Linked DNA regions of Sus scrofa: region 2 is linked to region 1. Evidence: chromatin contacts called from public HiChIP or PLAC-seq data. All regions are on one chromosome and are shown on one strand. Each heading gives the region's core, a stretch centred on a gene start, on an enhancer-like site or on the middle of the called end of the contact. The rest is flanking DNA. Distances are from core to core; before and after follow the strand shown.

Region 1 (2,839 bases), core at 243-2,742:
GTACTCCTCTCACTGTGCTCCCTACTCTGGTTAACAGCGCAGAAGGAGTCAGAAATCTTGGGGTCATTTATGATCGCTCTCTCTCTCCATGTATTTCCTTATTGTCCATCTTTTCTTCCTTTTCTCCATCCCATTGTCACTTCCCTGGATTTTACCTGGACTATTTCAACTCCCTTACTACTCTCCCTGCATCCAATCTTTCTCTCCTGTAATCCAGTTTGCACTTTCCTTCCAGAGTGACTTTTGTGAGACACCGGAATGTTGCTTTTCTGCTATGCATCTTTAAAAGGCTTCCATTGACTACAGAATAAAACCTGGACTCTTGACCAAGACTTTATGATTTGATCCTAGAATTCTTGAATCTCATTTCCAGTTTTCTCTCCAACCATACCAGACTACTTATCCTTAAATGTCTCCTGCAGCTCTTCTTCCTTTCCACCTTATTGAAATCTCAGTATAGAGTAACAAAGTTATTCTGGCTGGGCAAAAGATATTATACTGTTTATTGTGGAGACAAAAAACAAACCAAAACAAGAAGACAAGAAAACGCCTTGCCTTCAGGTTGAACTCAGATGTGGCCTCCTGAAGCTTTCTCTAGGAATATTTATAGTTCCACTGGTTATCTGCCAGCTGACAGTAATTCTTAGCCAAAAATTGAGTTACTGTCTCTTTTATAGGTAAGGTTAAGTTCACTATTTAGCACATCTGTCCTTGAGATTGTCTAGTTACAAACAGTTTGGCTACAAGTAATTTGTTGTCAAGTATCTTTCTGAGTATCTTTCTGGGTTGGAAGTGTGTCCACATAGCCCTTACCTTGACCTCAATAAGATGGCTACTGGGGGGTGTCATTACGTCTTACGTCATCACGTGTCGGGAAGGTGGTTACTAAGAGAATGTAATGAGGGCGGGGCCAAGTAGGACGGGGCGGGGCTATGAGGAGCTGGGCGGGGCTGGAGAGGGGTCGGGGGCTCTTCTGCTATTCAGCCGGTGCGAGCAGCGGCGGGAGGCAGCGCAAGGCGAGGCCACTCGACGCTAGGTGCCGAGAGCGTGTCCGCGACCACCGGCTCGGACAAGAGGCAGCCGCGTAGCCAAGCGGAAGCTGGTGGTACCGGGAGCGGAGGCCGGAGCCCAAGCTCCCAGGCGGGAAGCACCCAGGATCGGGGAAGCCCCGGGAGCAGCGCGGCGGCGCCTCCCTGACCCAAGGGGCCGCAGCGACGGTCACGGGGCGCGGCGCCACAGCGCGCGACCCAGGCCGGGATTCCAAACAGGCAGCAGAGGCTCCTCCTCCATTCAGGCCGCCTCACCTGCGGGCAGCGCCGCGCCCCCTCCGCTGGTATAGACGGCACCTGCGCCGCCTGGGTCACCGGTCTCCGCCCCTCGCCCCCCGGCGCCAGGCCCCGGCGGCGCACCTGGACGCGCGGAGCTGCGAGACCCAAGGCTCAGGCCGGGTGCGGCGTCTTTGCCACCGCCCAGGGAGCGCGCAGGTGGAGCGGGCGCGGCTGTGTGCAACCGGGCCCCGGCCGCTGCCGCCGTCCGGGTCGCCGCCGGGTCTCGAAGACCGGGCTGTCTGCGCTCGGGGAGGAGCCGCCGCCAGCCAGGCACCATGAACAGCAGCAGCGCCAACATCACCTACGCCAGTCGCAAGCGGCGGAAGCCCGTGCAGAAAACGTGAGTGTCCGGAGTGCAATCTCGAGGCGGGGTGGGCGCTCTGGTGCGCGGGTGTGGGAGGCGGCCCCACCCCGCCCCCAAATCCCCGCGGTCAGGGGATTAGGTCCCTTCTAGGCGCAGTCGGTGGAATCGAGATTTGGAGGCGGGTCGAAAGACCCGGGCTTTGGATTTTTCCGTGTTTAATTATTGCATTCAAAAAATTGTACCGCTCTCCAGCGCACACCCACCCTCTCACACCCCACTCGTTTGCTGCACTGTTCACTGTGCTGTGGTTCTATTATGTTGACAGCTCTGGTCTGCCTTGTGGGGTTGGTGGATTAGTTAACCTAAGCTTGTCTTGAAATCCCCTTTCACATTTAATATCCTCCTCGCTTAGGTTAGAGGACGGTCACCATTCTCACTCCTGGTAGGGCGAGATGCTTTAAAGAGCTAAACACGTGCTTTCTGCAAGAAGGGGGCCGAGTGCCTCTGAAGGTATTTTTTGGTCCAGTGCAGCGGGCTTTCTGTTGCACTCTTATTTACTTATTTGGCAGTAAATTTGTATTGCTCAGCGTGAACATATCGGTAAAATGTGTAGAGATGGTAGCAGGTTTGAGAGAGTAGTAGACAGGATACAGGAGCGGATTTGTATTTTCAGCCACCTTTTGGGGGAGCTTTCTTATAACTTTGGAGGTGGTTTTAGGGTCTGTAAAGTAAAAGATTTGAAGCTGGAATCGTTGAAACAGACGTTTTCATTCTTAGCATCTTTCTGTAATTCCCTTTCCCCTCCACTTCCAAGTTTTGTCAATTCTGATAGATTACAAACTTGGACTTTTTGTTTGTTTTGGTGGTATATTTGTGTGAGATGGCAAATTCTTTAAAGTAATTGTTGTCAGGAAAAAGAAAAATCTGTGCTCGAGACAGATTTACTTTTGTGAGTTGGCAGTATTCATGTGTTTATTTCTCATTATTATCCCTGAGTTATTTTACTTCACATTTTTCAAAATTTCAGAGACAATTTTAAGAACACACTCATTAAACGTTTACTCAAAACAAATCAGAAGTGTGCATTTGGCTTAAAACTTAATTTAGGTCACTAGTCCAAACCAGAAAAATAATAGATTATGTTTAGTATTCAAGACCAATTTAAAAGTTTCATTATTCTGGAGTTTTAATTTCCTTTTAGAATCTC
Region 2 (2,700 bases), core at 188-2,687, 230 kb after region 1:
TTTTGTCTTTTGAGGGCCGCACCTATGGCTTATGGAGGTTCCCAAGCTAGGGGTTGAATCAGAGCTGGATCTGACAGCCTACGCCATAGCCACAGCAATGCAGGATCCAAGCCGTGTCTGCTACCTACACCACAACTTATGGCAATGCCAGATCTTTAAACTACTGAGCGAAGCTAGGGATCAAACCTGAGTCCTCGTGGATACTAGTCAGATTCATTTCTGCTGAGCCATGATGGGAACTCGATCAATGTCTTGTAATAACCTAAAATGGAACAGAATCTGAAAAATAATATATATATTTATATTCATATATATATAAATATATATGATATGTGTAAAATATATAAATAACTGAATCATTTTGCTGTACACTTGAAACTAACACAACATTACCAATCAAGTACAATTCAATTTAAAAATACAGAAGAAGTAAAAATGAATCTCACATGCTCTGGTTAAAATCTATCAAAACATTATTTGATTCAGAGTCTATTATTTTTTATTTCATTTCTTTGCATATATGTGCATTTATATCTTTCATATATTTATTTATTGCATGAGTTCTATTTATATTTTGGCTATTAACAGAGTGAAACAACTTCACAGCCACCTTAAGTCCTTTGGAAACAAGAAGGTTGATAAATGAGTAAATTTTTTAAATGAGTTTTGATACAACTAAGCATGAAGAAATGCTGTTCTTGGATTTATTCTTTTGTTTCTGGAGGAAAAATATTGCTTAAACACCTTTTAAATGTATTTTTTAAATGTCCACTCAATGACATGAAATAAACAATCCAATAAGAATAAAGCATCATCACAGGTATAGCTGCCAATCCACTGACTGTTGATGCCCAATGGTGACATCATACAAATCCATTCTGAGCCAGAGGAGCAGTGGCACATGGTAAAACACAGAAATAGTCACAGGACTATGAGAAAATACTTCAAAACATCAGTCTGCAGATTGAACATCATGTGTTATAGTTCAGAGCATATTTGGGGCTTTCCTAGTTTTAAAACTCCATTGCTTTTCCATAAACATACTTTATACTCAAAGCCACTGGAGTAAACTCTGTAATGACAGAAGAGTCCTGACCTGAAAGTAATCTCTCCATATTGTTTGGAAGAGGAAGGTTACTGAAGAAACCATTTTAACTTGATTTTAGCTAAAATGTTATCATCCTCAAAATAATTATACCTGTAATTTTTAGAGTAATCTATCAAGATTTTTTGGGTGTAACTGTATTTTGCACCAAAGGAACAAAAACCAAGAGAAATATTTAAATTGGTTTCCTACATAATTTCTATGCATACACACATAAAACCCTGTGGATGTGTTATTGTTCAAGTCCACTGTCTATTTTAGGATCCCTCCACCCGCCTGAATTTTATGTGACTCATTTACTTTGGGCCGTGACTCACTTGTATTCACTGATCAGGCTGCACTAGGGAAAATGTCCTCTTCAGTATGACTAATAAGACTATATCCCTCTTTCTACCCCAGTATATTGAGTGTCTCCCATATGTTTTTCTCTATCCATGCAAGAATAAAGAGAGAAACAGAATCTTATGAATTACCCATTTATGCTTGAATTGATCAAATAAGAAACTTTCCCTTCCTGGGAACATTAATGAAGGAAGCTCAAACCTATTTCATGATGCCTAAGTCAGTCTTTCTCTGCCTCAGCCTTTCTCTATCCATGAAATATAATTGACATCACCCTAAAATTCACCTGAATGAAATGTACAATTCAGTGATTTTTTTTTTAGTGAGGTCACAAAGTTGTACAATCATCACAGATATCAAATTCCATAATATTTTCACCCCCCAAAAGTAAACTCTAAATCCATTAGCTATCACCCCCTAATCTCTCCTCATTTATACTTCCCCCTCCAAATCCCCATCCCTGACAACCACTAATCTACTTTCTATCTCCACAGACCTGCCTATTGTGGACATCTTATCTAAATGGAATTATACAGTATTCAATCTTTTTTTAATGGTTTCTTTCACTTAGCATAAGATTTCCAAGGTTTGTTCTTACCATAGCACCTATCAAAACTACATTCCATTTTATGGCCAAATAATATTTCGTTGTATAGATATACCACATTTTATTTATCCATCCATCAGTTGATGGACATTTGGGTTGTTTCTACCTTTTGGTTACCACAGATAATGCTAATTTAAACATTTATGTATCTGTCTTTTGTGTAAACATATTCTCATGGGTATATGCCTAGGACTGGAATTACTGAGCCATATGATAATTCTATGTTTAACTTTTTGAAAAACCTCTGTGACATATAATTTTAAATTTTCACTAGTAATTTTATTTTTGTAGTACTATTACCGTAGACAAAAGATTTCCAATAATAAGTAAGTCTCATTAAGACAGTTTTGCAAAGAATGCTGTTCATTTGTTTTATCTCAATTCTTGACGCAAGTATCATAACCAGTCCATGCAAGTAGGGTCCATTCCCTTCTTTCCTATAAGTAAAAATATGAGAGGTCTATAAGTAAAAATATGAGAAAGAGTTCTTTAGCATAGGCCTTTATAAGAACAAAAATAGAATCAGCAGAAAATGCTTAAATATTAGGAGTCCAGCCAAAACTGGTATCCTCCGCTGTATAAAGATAGAGGTGCCAAGGGCTTCCTGGATAACATCATTAAATATCTTCCCTGGCTATGAAAGCTC

The links. HiChIP or PLAC-seq counts read pairs in DNA pulled down with a chosen protein or histone mark.
Region 2: an H3K27ac HiChIP or PLAC-seq map of alveolar macrophages shows a contact between it and region 1. The contact joins the enhancer-like site here to the promoter of AHR in region 1. A contact is called at or near these places in 2 of 5 promoter capture datasets (fetal liver and liver), 12 of 47 Hi-C or Micro-C datasets (alveolar macrophages, embryonic fibroblasts, fetal heart ventricle and 6 more) and 2 of 2 datasets of contacts at active chromatin or transcription factors (alveolar macrophages and skeletal muscle).

The regions. Positions count from the first base shown.
Region 1 is chr9:86,510,374-86,513,212 of Sscrofa11.1, forward strand. It overlaps AHR (aryl hydrocarbon receptor), which reads left to right and starts at 1,493. Exons shown (of 11, transcript NM_001303026.1): 1 at 1,493-1,668. The coding sequence starts at 1,604.
Region 2 is chr9:86,744,809-86,747,508 of Sscrofa11.1, forward strand. All of the region lies in intron 2 of LOC110255481 (a long non-coding RNA gene), which reads right to left. Among named protein-coding and RNA genes, the nearest start is that of AHR, 230 kb to the left of the region's middle. Within about 2 kb of position 1,438, at least 4 of the 83 cell types and tissues checked have an H3K27ac peak or open chromatin away from gene starts, as enhancers often do. A contact at or near this core is called in alveolar macrophages and embryonic fibroblasts, where this site is marked.